Regions from separate parts of the Macaca mulatta genome. Here region 2 is linked to region 1. The links are chromatin contacts, called in public Hi-C maps. All regions are on one chromosome and are shown on one strand. The core of a region is the stretch at or near the end of the contact, and the rest is flanking DNA. Distances in the headings are between cores, read along the strand shown.

Region 1 (5,603 bases), core at 965-3,464:
GAAATGCTTCTTGCCAATTTCTGGTTTTGGTTTTTGGATTGCTGCATAAGACTTTCTTTCCATTTACTTTATGTATTTTTAAAAGCTGCAGGTAATTTTTAAGGTTTGATGGAATTATAATGGAAGCCTTGTATAAGTTAAATGAAACTAGTAAAGGAGAGCTTACTTTGTCTATAATGCATTCAGGATTATAAATTAGATTTTAAAATGAAATGTCTGATTTGTAAAATATTTAATGTTATATCAGACTTAAATAAAATTTTCTGTGAGAACGCAAAGTAAATGCATTTGATTTTTAATGAATGTTCTGAATGAAATATGAATTTTTGTCTTTCAGTCTCTGTAGTTTATCTCAATATATTAATAAAAAGGTCTGTTCTCACTGTAAAATGTTTGTTTTTATCATGTTTTATACTCTTAATATGGCCACTCTTTCATTCATTCAACTAGGCAACAAGTGTATCAATGCTTGCTATATCCCAGGCAGTGAGCTGGGTGCTGGGAATCAATCATTGAATAAGAAAGACAAAAACCTTAGAGTTTCCATCTAGCAAAGAAAATAAATATCAAGTAAATAATTATAATTATGATAAATTCTACAAAGAAAATTACAGGGCACAATGAAAGCATTTATCTAGAAGGCCTAAACTATTCAGTGAGGGTCAGGAAAGGCTTCTCTGAGAGTGAGTTTAAGCTGAAAGGCAAAAGAAGAGATTAGTAGGATTAAGGTATGCTAGAGAAATATCTCAGGCAGAATGTGCTAAGTTGGTAAAGTGATAAAAATCTTTATGGAAGTGGAAACAAACTTGTATGATCATAGCATAAGGAATCCAGGGTAGGTGAGAGAATCAATATAGGGGCCAGATCCCCATAAGAACGATATATAAACCATGATGCTGATATTGAACTTTATAATAAAGTTGATTTTCAAGAAAGGAGTTAAATGATCCGATTTGGGTTTTTAGAACATCATTTTTGTTGCTCTATGGAGACTGGAGGGCAAAAGAGAATGTAAGAAGAATAGGAGGTTATTGTCAAGAGAGAGATGATCATGGCTTGCACTAGGGTACGAACATAGATAGGTGACTAGTTTTCAAAGATAGGAGGTAGAATCAACAGAACTCTGATTAGATTTGTGACATGCAAGCAGCAATTAAAAACCAGGCTAAAATTTTCTGAAAATTTGGCTATGAAAGGGAGTAGAGGAAAAACAGGGTGGTAGCTGAAAGAGGATGTGATTTCTAAAGAAGCTTTTCTTTTGAGCATCTCGCTCTGTCACTCAAGCTGGAGTTCAGTGGGGCGATCACCACTCAATGCAGCCTCAAACCCTGGGCTGAAGGGATCCTCATGCCTCAGCTTCCGGAGTACCTGGCGCACGCCACGTAAGGCTAATTCTTTATTGTTGTTATTATTATTAGTAGTAGTAGTAGTAGTAGAGATGGGGTTCTATCTTGCCAGGCTGGTGTGGAACTCCTGGGCTCAAAGGATCGTCCCGCCTCGGACTCCCAAAGTGCTGGGATTACAGGCGTCAGTCACCGCACCCGGCAAGGCTTTTTTTTTTTTTTTTTTTTTTTTTTCCAATTATTATTTATTATATGAGACCTTACTAATTTTTAAAAATTCTGATGTAAAAGGGAACATAGAAAGTACCCGTAATCCCGTGTCTGCATGTTAAAAGTAGACGCTTGAAGTGCTCCAGAAAACCCATGGCTCCTCCCCATTCAATCTAGATAAGGCCTTGAGTAAAGAGCACCCATGGGGAAGTCACAAGAACCTAGGAAACAAGTCAGAAACCTGTGGACCTGATACTTCCAATCACAGGCAATCTGTTGCTTGCTCTTCAGCTCATCACACCATCCCCTCAAATTACTTCATCTACAAGAAAAGGTTTTAAGATAACGGACCCTGAAAAACTAATGACATTTATACACCCTCTCTGCACAAGAATGTCTTGTAACACATAACCTTGCTTGCATTTTCTGGGGTCCTCAGGGTCCAGCGATCTCGTACAAATCCTCTACCCCACAGCTGACGTCCCTCGGCCCGTGACACAAGGCGCAGGCGCAAGACGCGGCCCGCGGTGGGCGGGGGAGGGGCGGGGCGCGTCGGGCGGCCGCGCCCTCGAAGCTTCCGCCAGGCCCTTCCGGAAATCCAGTATCGTGGGGCGACGGCGTAGAAAGTGCTTCCCGGAGCGCCGAAGAGGTCATCAATCATGTGACGGTGGCTTGAGGAGGAACCTGTCTTTAAAGCTGTCCCTGAAGTGACAACGGAGAGAACCAGGCAACCCAGAAACCCCAGGTAACTGGCGCTACTTTGCCTGGTTTGAGGCCTAGTCCCGGAGGTGGCGCGGGTGGTGAGACTAAACAGAAGGAGAGGGCCCCCTCTTCTTTTGTTTGGGCCTAGCTCTTTGGGGTGGAGGGGCAGGGATGGGGTGGGCTGAGGCAAGGCGTGCCAGCTGAGTACCCGTGGGGGTGTTGGGGCACTCCGACTCCCACTGGGCTCGCTGGGCCAAGCCCTAGAACCGCGGGGGTTTTGCCGGGTTCTGACCAGGGCTGATCTTGCTTATTAAGTTGGGGGTGGGGAGGACGAGGAAGCCAAAGAGGTAAGAGTCACCGGGAGTTTCTCTTCCAGGCGTGGAGATTGATCCTGCGAGAGAAAGGGGTTCATCATGGCGGATGTGAGTGACACCCCCACATAAGAGGAAGGGAGAGTGGGGAATTTGGAGGGGAATACTGAGCGGGGAGAGGTAGAAGATCCTCCCATCCCCACCCATCCCAGTTAATTATTTTCTCTTGTATGTGAAATGGGAGACTAATATGAATGAATTTGCAGGATCCTGAGTTTCTGCCTCGAATGGGGGTGGAGGACACTAAGGTGCTTGAGACTGAGAAAATTATATTCTCCCTCCTCACCAATCCAGCTGGGGTATAAGAGAGGCTCTGTGTATTTACCATTTGAAATTCTGAATGATGGTTCGCTGCTTTTCCTGTCAGAATTTGGTCAGTAGGACATGTACCCAGAATACTTTTTTCCAGTAAGTGGTAACAATATCTTATTAGGTTTATTGTGGCAATTTACGATGATTTCTAACCCATGCCTCTTTAGAAACATAACATGAAATAAAATGAGGGGTGTGTGTGTGTGTGTAGGATGAGAGCAAAAATAAGCCAATAGTCATAACATGAAATAAAATGATCATTCGGGTTTGGAGAATAGTAAGTGTTGGAGGCTCAAAACAACAGATACCTGATTAATCCATGCGAGGTCAAAATTGATACCTCAAGTGTCAGTGAAATTCCTGGGATGAGAGAGTGTAATGAGACAAAATAAGATAATCTTCTGGCCGGTGAGGTGGCTTCGTCTGTAATCTCAGCATTTTGGGATGCCGAGATGGAAGGATCACTTGAGGCTGGGAGTTCAAGATCAGCCTGGGCAACGTAGCAAGACCCCGTTATACAAAAAGAAATTTAAAAACCAGGCGCATTGATAACCCTGTAGTCCCAGCTATGCTGGAAGTGAGGCGGAAGGATTGCTTGAGCCCAGAACTTGGAAGTTGCAGTGAGCCCCAGCTTAGAAAAATAAAATAGTCTTATATTTCTTTAGTCTTAACTGTGTTTAGTGTTAAACACTTGACACACTTCGCCATTTATCTTATATTCTGTAAGTCTGGGCTGGGCGTGGTGGCTCACGTCTGTAATCCCAGCACTGTGGGAAGCCAAGGCGGGTGGATCACCTGAGGTCAGGAGTTCGAGACCAGCCTGGCCTACATGGTGAAACCATATCTCTACTAAAAATACAAAAAAATAAGCTGGGACGTGGTGGTGGGTGCTTATAATGCCAGTTACTCGGAGGTTGAGGCAGGAGAATCGCTTGAACCTGGGAAGCAGAGGTTGCAGTGAGCCGAGATTGCGCCATTGCACTCCAGCCTGGACAGCAAGAGCAAAACTCCCTCTCAAAAACAAAAAAAAAGACTGTTGCCTCACATAGTCATATATAATTTATTTTAGGTCCTTAAACAGAATATTTTAATAATTATGTTATAATAATATGCCTTACACTGTTTCATTATTTGTTGAGTAGGTGAGTTCAACAAATAATGAAACAATGGAAGGCATATTTTTATAATGTGAGACAGCAGTCTTACAGAAGTCATATCACCTTACCCAAGACCATTAAAATGATGGTGGAAAGTCTATCTTTGAACCTGGAAAGGTGTTTATAATGTCTTCTCAAGTGAACACAATAGCAACAGGATATAAAACACTAGTATGAATATTATGATATATTTTTATGGCTAAAATGTATTTGTGTTTCCCATTTCTAGGTATGCTAATCCATGCAACTTCTCAAAAAACTTTAACAGCACTCTTATGATGTAGGTTCTATATTAGCCCTATTCAACAAATAATGAAATAGGCTTAGGGAAAAAAGGTTAGTTAACTTACTCCAAGTTGCATGACTAGTAAACATCCAAATCAGACAGAGAAAGATAAAACACAGCAAGAAAGGTTATGAATGATAACTGAACGTCCCTAAAATTTGGATAGGACAGGATCTAGAAAACAGTGGAAGGCCTATTATTATAACATGATTTTTTAATATTCTCTTTCAGGACCTAAAGCGATTCTTGTATAAAAAGTTACCAAGGTAAGAAATTTTTAATTTGTTACTGAATAAATTCTATATGCCATATGTTAATTTTATGAAGTATTTTGTCTGTGTATTTTCAATGTTTTGAAGTATCTCTGAGATTTCCTTTAATATGAATATTTTTTGCCAGCATCATGTCCTCTGGAAAATTTTCGTCACAACCGCTTTCCTCATTTATGTCAATAAGTTTGCCTTCACTGAGTTCTCTGTGTATCTAGAGGGATAGTGTCAGCATTCCCTTGGTCACCTGTTTCTTCTATAACTCTTTATTTGAAATTCACTTCCAGCATTATTACTTTTCATTTCTTTGCTGTATTTCATCTTTGTCGGCCAGTTTCCTCTTTTTATTATCTCTTTTTCTAAATGTCACATACTTTATCATTGGGAGACAAGGAGGTACAAAACTACATGCTTTGCTATCTCTGCACGAACTGCATAACAGATGCACAGTGACCAACCATCAACATACTTTGAAAGAAATGATGTGGCTGGTTACTGATGACAGTGTGCATCTCTTAGTTGCGTAATTATTTATGTTATGATTTGTAGACTAAAGAATTAGAAAAGTTTATACTACTTTATGCAGTTATTCAGGTATTATGCCATGCAAACTAAAATGTGCATATTGGGACTGTGCAAAATGAGGACTTTCTGTATTTTTCTGTAGTTACCTTAGCATAAAGGGTGCTCAAATTGGAATGCAGAGATACCCCACTACACTGGCGATATGACGAAATAGTTAATAGTGCAGTTAATTCACTTAGAAGTCTTAGTGATTTACAATCCTCTTTTGAGTGTTAGCATCTCTTATTGAAGAAACAGCAAAATTACATTCAATGTTCTTAAGTTATAAACCCACCAGAAAGATACCCATTATTCATCTGGAGATCTAATAAAGCAATAATTGATTCTAATTACATCATCTGTGATTATAAGTATCAGAAATGTTTCAG
Region 2 (5,116 bases), core at 485-2,984, 56 kb before region 1:
CCAAGAAATAATAAACCTCAATGTCAAAATCCTTGGGAAGTTCTTCTCTAGAATTTATCTCACAGAAATTGGGAGGTCCTCTGATTCAATAAAATCTTTCCAATTGAAACCCAATCTAAAGTACTTCAGAGTATATGTTTGTTGTTGTTGTTGTTTTTGAGAAGGAGTCTTGCTCTGTTGCCCAGGCTGCAGTGGCGTGATCTTGGCTTACCACAACCTCTGCCTCCCGGGATCAAGCGATTCTCCCGCCTCAGCCTCCTGAGTAGCTGGGATTGCAGGTGGGTGCCACCACGCCTGGCTAATTGTTGTATTTTTAGTAGAGATGGGGTTTCACCATGTTGGCCAGGCTGGTCGTGAACTCCTGACCTCATAATCTGCCCGCCTCAGCCTCCCAAAGTGCTGGGATTAGAGGTGTGAGCCACCACACCTGGCCTAGAGCATATGTTTCAAAACGTTCATCACACTGAAACTATTCAGTTATGTTAAAAAGTATAATGCACTAAAACACTACAAATGAGATTGAGACACTACTGTCCCCAAGCAGCTGGAGATATACGTAGGTGTTAATAATCTACTAGTTGGAAGGATAGTACTGTGTGTACAGTATCATTATTTTAACCTCATCATTTGCAGTTGATTGCATTGCACCGACCCTCTGTAACTGCCTGTGAATCATGTCAGAGTTACTCCGTCGACATTTGCCGAACATTTGTCATGTGGCAAAATATTTATTGTAGAAAAGTTGACACATAATAGCTCTGAGGTTTCACTAAATGAGCTTTACACATCAGGCTACAGGTACAACTCATTGATGTGTAGTCTCCAAAAAATACGGTTTATGATTTAAGAATACTGCCTCGCCAGAAGCTCCTTAAGTGTAAACAAAAAGGGTTTCGTGACCAGTGAGGTGACTTGGCTTCACCGTTTGCTGTTACAGAACTATTCCGTGGGGGATTTCATAAGTAGTGAGGGAGAGGTGGAAGACCCGGCTGAAAATAAAGTGGGAGCAACCCGTCCTGATCTGTTGTTGGTGACTGGGGATTCGCCTAGAGGGAAGAAACACGGAATCTCTACTAAGGCTGAGGAAGGCGTCAGGGCAAACCTCAGCCTCCCCTCACTGGACGCGTTCGCGCCACCTGTCAGACTGGAAGAGCCGCCAGGGATTGAGAGGGTCGGGAGAGGGTGCCCGGGGCCCCGGAAGGCGGCTGCAGGTCGCAGGTCTCCGCCCGAGAGGCGCTGGGGGTGGGGTTGGGAGCGGTGGGGGCTGCGTGCTAGATACGGACGAGACTTCACGTGGTCTCCAAAGCCCTGCTAGGGGACCCGGGGCGCTACCGCGCGCCCCTCCCCTGAGGTCTCAGCTCCTCCTCCCCGGCACGTGACCGCAGCTGGCTGGTAACTGCGCTCCCGCAGAGTAGCTTGCTCTGTTTCTTCCCTCCCGCCGCGGTGCCCTTCTTCTCCCCCGTTCCCATCCCTCCGCCCTCCCCCGCTTCGCTCCTCACGTCCCAATCGCGGCTTGAGCTTAGAAGCGCCCGCCCCTCCACCCTTTTCTTTGCTTGCTCATTGGCTGAAGTCTCAAGGACGCGTCCCGAGGGCGGGTGGCAGCCATTGGTGGGATGAGCAATCCGAGTTCCCGGATGAGGGAACATTCTGCAGTATAAAGGGAGCAGGGAAGGCGGGAGACAGCGCAGTTTGAATCGCGGTGCGACGAAGGAGTAGGTGGTGGGATCTCACCGTGGGTCCGATTAGCCTTTTCTCTGCCTTGCTTGCTTGAGCTTCAGCAGAATTCGAAATGGTAAACTTCGCAGAGACGCTCGATGACTTCGCGGGTTTTTGCCGGCGGGAGAAAAACCCGTTACACGGGGGATGGGGGTGAAGTGGCGACGGTTGGGAACGCGCGGAGACAGGATTAAGAAGAGCGGGGGGAGGTGTTTTGTCGGCTGCTAGCGGAGCAGCCTCGGATCTCGCGGCGGGCGGCGACGGTTGGGTGGCGCGCGCAGCGCCGCTGGGGGCCGGCGGGCGGGCGGAGGCGCGCGGCCGCGGCGAGCGCGCGGCGGGGGGCGGACGGGCGGGGTCGCCCCTGCGGCGCGCCGCGGGCCAGAGACCCCGGCGGGGTGCGGGGACGCGCTCGCGGCGGGACGCGCCGCGGTGGGGGATGGGCGCGCCGCCTTGGTAATTCTATATTCTCCGTTCCTCCTCCGCTCGCGGGCGTGTGCGCGCCGCAGGCTGGCGGTAAGGCTGGAAAGGACTCCGGAAAGGCCAAGACAAAGGCGGTTTCCCGCTCGCAGAGAGCCGGCTTGCAGGTCAGTAGTTGTTCGTGCGGTCTGGGAGTCGTGATGTTTTTCTTTGCATCTCCTTTTTTGTTATTCACCGCTCTCCATGGGCGTTTCGTCTATGCGTGGGTGATGCGGTGTCGCGACTTGGGCTGCCCATACGATAAATATGGGGGGGAGGAATCACGTGTTTCGATGTCGGGACGCGTTGCTGCGCCCGTGCCACTTGCTTTGGCGCGCATATAATTTCCCCATCTCTAGTTCTCCTATTTTTGTGCATTTATGTTTGTGTATGCTTAAAATTTAAGTTCCCAGTGGGCCGTATTCATCGACACCTGAAATCTAGGACGACCAGTCATGGACGTGTGGGCGCGACTGCCGCTGTGTACAGCGCAGCCATCCTGGAGTACCTCACCGCAGAGGTAAATGGGTGAACGCCTATAATCCGGAGAAGGTTTGGGGGGCGGGGAGACGGCAAGAGGGAAGGAGGAAAGTGATGCAAGAAAACTCACAGGCCCTGAACGCGGCGAGAGGCCTAAGAGAACGCTAGAGGGAGCTGCTGTTCAACAAGGATCCTACTGAGCTTGAGTTCTCTGCTCTTGGAATTAAAATTGCGTGCCCCCTGTATATCTTGCCAGTCAGATAGTGGGGAACGACTCCAGTTGGTAGATAAGCGTTTGTGAGGGTTTTATTCTGTTCTCTGAATCTTGGCCAAAGGAAAGTTGGAAGGGAACTGATTAGATTCTGCCTTCTAGGTACTTGAACTGGCAGGAAATGCATCAAAAGACTTAAAGGTAAAGCGTATTACCCCTCGTCACTTGCAACTTGCTATTCGTGGAGATGAAGAATTGGATTCGCTCATCAAGGCTACAATTGCTGGTGGTGGTATGTTAACTTCTAAAATTTTTAAAAATTTCTTCAGAGGAAGGAATTCTTTGCTGCTTTAATTTCATTAGTTTTTCTAGAAGAGAAAATTTAAGTATATTTTCATTGATGCAAGTATGGTTTTATCATGAAATTTGATTCATATGTATAACTGAATTTTTACTTCATACTTGAGCTGCACGTTTTTAAAGATACTTGAACAGTATACTTTTTTTGGTTTCAAATACTGTGATTTTAAAAAAAAAATCTTAAGTAGAATTAATTCCTGTCACTCTCCTAGGTGTCATTCCACACATCCACAAATCTCTGATTGGGAAGAAAGGACAACAGAAGACTGTCTAAAGGATGCCTGGATTCCTTGTTATCTCAGGACTCTAAATACTCTAACAGCTGTCCAGTGTTGGTGATTCCAGTGGACTGTATCTCTGTGAAAAACACAATTTTGCCTTTTTGTAATTCTATTTGAGCAAGTTGGAAGTTTAATTAGCTTTCCAACCAACCAAATTTCTGCATTCGAGTCTTAACCATATTTAAGTGTTACTGTGGCTTCAAAGAAGCTATTGATTCTGAAGTAGTGGGTTTTGATTGAGTTGACTGTTTTTAAAAAACTGTTTGGATTTTAATTGTGATGCAGAAGTTATAGTAACAAACATTTGGTTTTGTACAGACATTATTTCCACTCTGGTGGATAAGCTCAATAAAGGTCATATCCCAAACTAGTTGTGTATTAAATTGGCTTGATTGTAATATGAATTTGTTTTGAATATCTAGCAGCAATAACTAAGCACATTTCTTTGTGACTGACCTGTCAAATCTAGATCAACAAAGTGAGATAGACCAAGTATATATTTTTAATGTTATATAATAAGCTACTAAAGTTTTAATTTAAAAAGTTGTCAGGAGCTGGAGTGGGAGCATTTCAGTTTGTGCATTGACTTTGCTTGCTGTGTGACAGCACTGCACTAGTATGCTGTTAGTGTGGTGGACTTGGGGAGGGAGAGAATAGGTAGGAATGTCCTGTATATCCACATAATGAACTCCGAATTTAAACTCTGAAGCTAATAGTGCTACGTGCTAGGCCCTGCTTTGAAGTCTGAAATTGAAATTGTTAAGTGCTCAGTAACATCATTGGGGATATACTATCTCCATTTTATTGAAGAGAAGCAGGCTTTCTTATTTGAAAGTACCGAGTTCTGGTGGTAGTTGGAATTAACAGCTTGGCTCACAGCATTTTGTAAAAATCGTTACCTTGTTGGGTTGAGCAGATCGTTTCCACAGTTTGTCATGTTTTTTAAAAAAATTAAAACTGCACATAACATTCACCCCCACCCTCACCGTGAAGACTAACATGACACCGTACTTCCAAGTGGTAATGTTACCCAAATGGGAAGGAAAAGGTGAAATCAAAAGTTTGCTTTCGTTAGGGCAACACTTGAGGGGCTGATTCCTCCCTTGTTTTGAATACACAGGATTAGGGCCGCTCTGCACCACTCGTTGCAAGCTACAAATTAAACTGCTTTGTACTTTGGATAGCCTGACATCTGGGTCAGAAAAAAATGTGCAGCTGAAATAAGGCTGTCGTACAAGCCCTAAGATTAGGTTGAAACGACGCTCTAACATGTCCCGGAAGTGCTGAGACTGGACTGACTGACACCTTGGTCCTCACCTGACCGCATCCTCCCTCGCTTGAGGGGCTCAGAAGCGGGGCCTCCAAGCCTGGGAAATTAACTGAAAACGAGTGTCCCCTTCCGCCATCCCGTCCTCCTGCCCCCATCTGCGAGGGCCGTGCCCGGAGGTCACAGGGCAGGGCGCTTCCAATGCCGGCAATCGGGTCCGGGGCGGAACCCCCCACTCCGCGATGGGCAGCCCGGCTGCCATTGCCCGCCTCGCGGGCAGGTAAGCTTCTAGCCTACCGGCGCCGTGCGCGGACCACCAAGTCAGCTCGGATGTCCGGGCCCAGC

What was found. A called contact is a pair of places that touch in the nucleus more often than the background predicts.
Region 2: a contact with region 1 is called in a Hi-C map of CD4 T cells, with 4 times the contacts expected there. The contact joins the promoter of H2AZ1 here to the promoter of LOC144340815 in region 1. A contact is called at or near these places in 6 of 14 Hi-C or Micro-C datasets (CD4 T cells, blood, cortical neurons and 3 more).

The regions. Positions count from the first base shown.
Region 1 is chr5:109,209,898-109,215,500 of T2T-MMU8v2.0, reverse strand. LOC144340815 reads right to left here and starts at 2,214. Exons shown (of 4, transcript XM_078002026.1): 1 at 1,966-2,214. The coding sequence starts at 2,214. LAMTOR3 (late endosomal/lysosomal adaptor, MAPK and MTOR activator 3) reads left to right here and starts at 2,116. Exons shown (of 7, transcript NM_001257535.1): 1 at 2,116-2,298; 2 at 2,632-2,677; 3 at 4,613-4,647. The coding sequence starts at 2,669. It overlaps DNAJB14 (DnaJ heat shock protein family (Hsp40) member B14), which reads left to right. Exons shown (of 7, transcript XM_015138877.3): 7 at 1-390.
Region 2 is chr5:109,266,256-109,271,371 of T2T-MMU8v2.0, reverse strand. H2AZ1 (H2A.Z variant histone 1) reads left to right here and starts at 1,734. Exons shown (of 5, transcript NM_001193550.1): 1 at 1,734-1,792; 2 at 2,223-2,300; 3 at 2,579-2,692; 4 at 3,026-3,155; 5 at 3,436-3,874. The coding sequence starts at 1,790. The coding sequence ends at 3,497.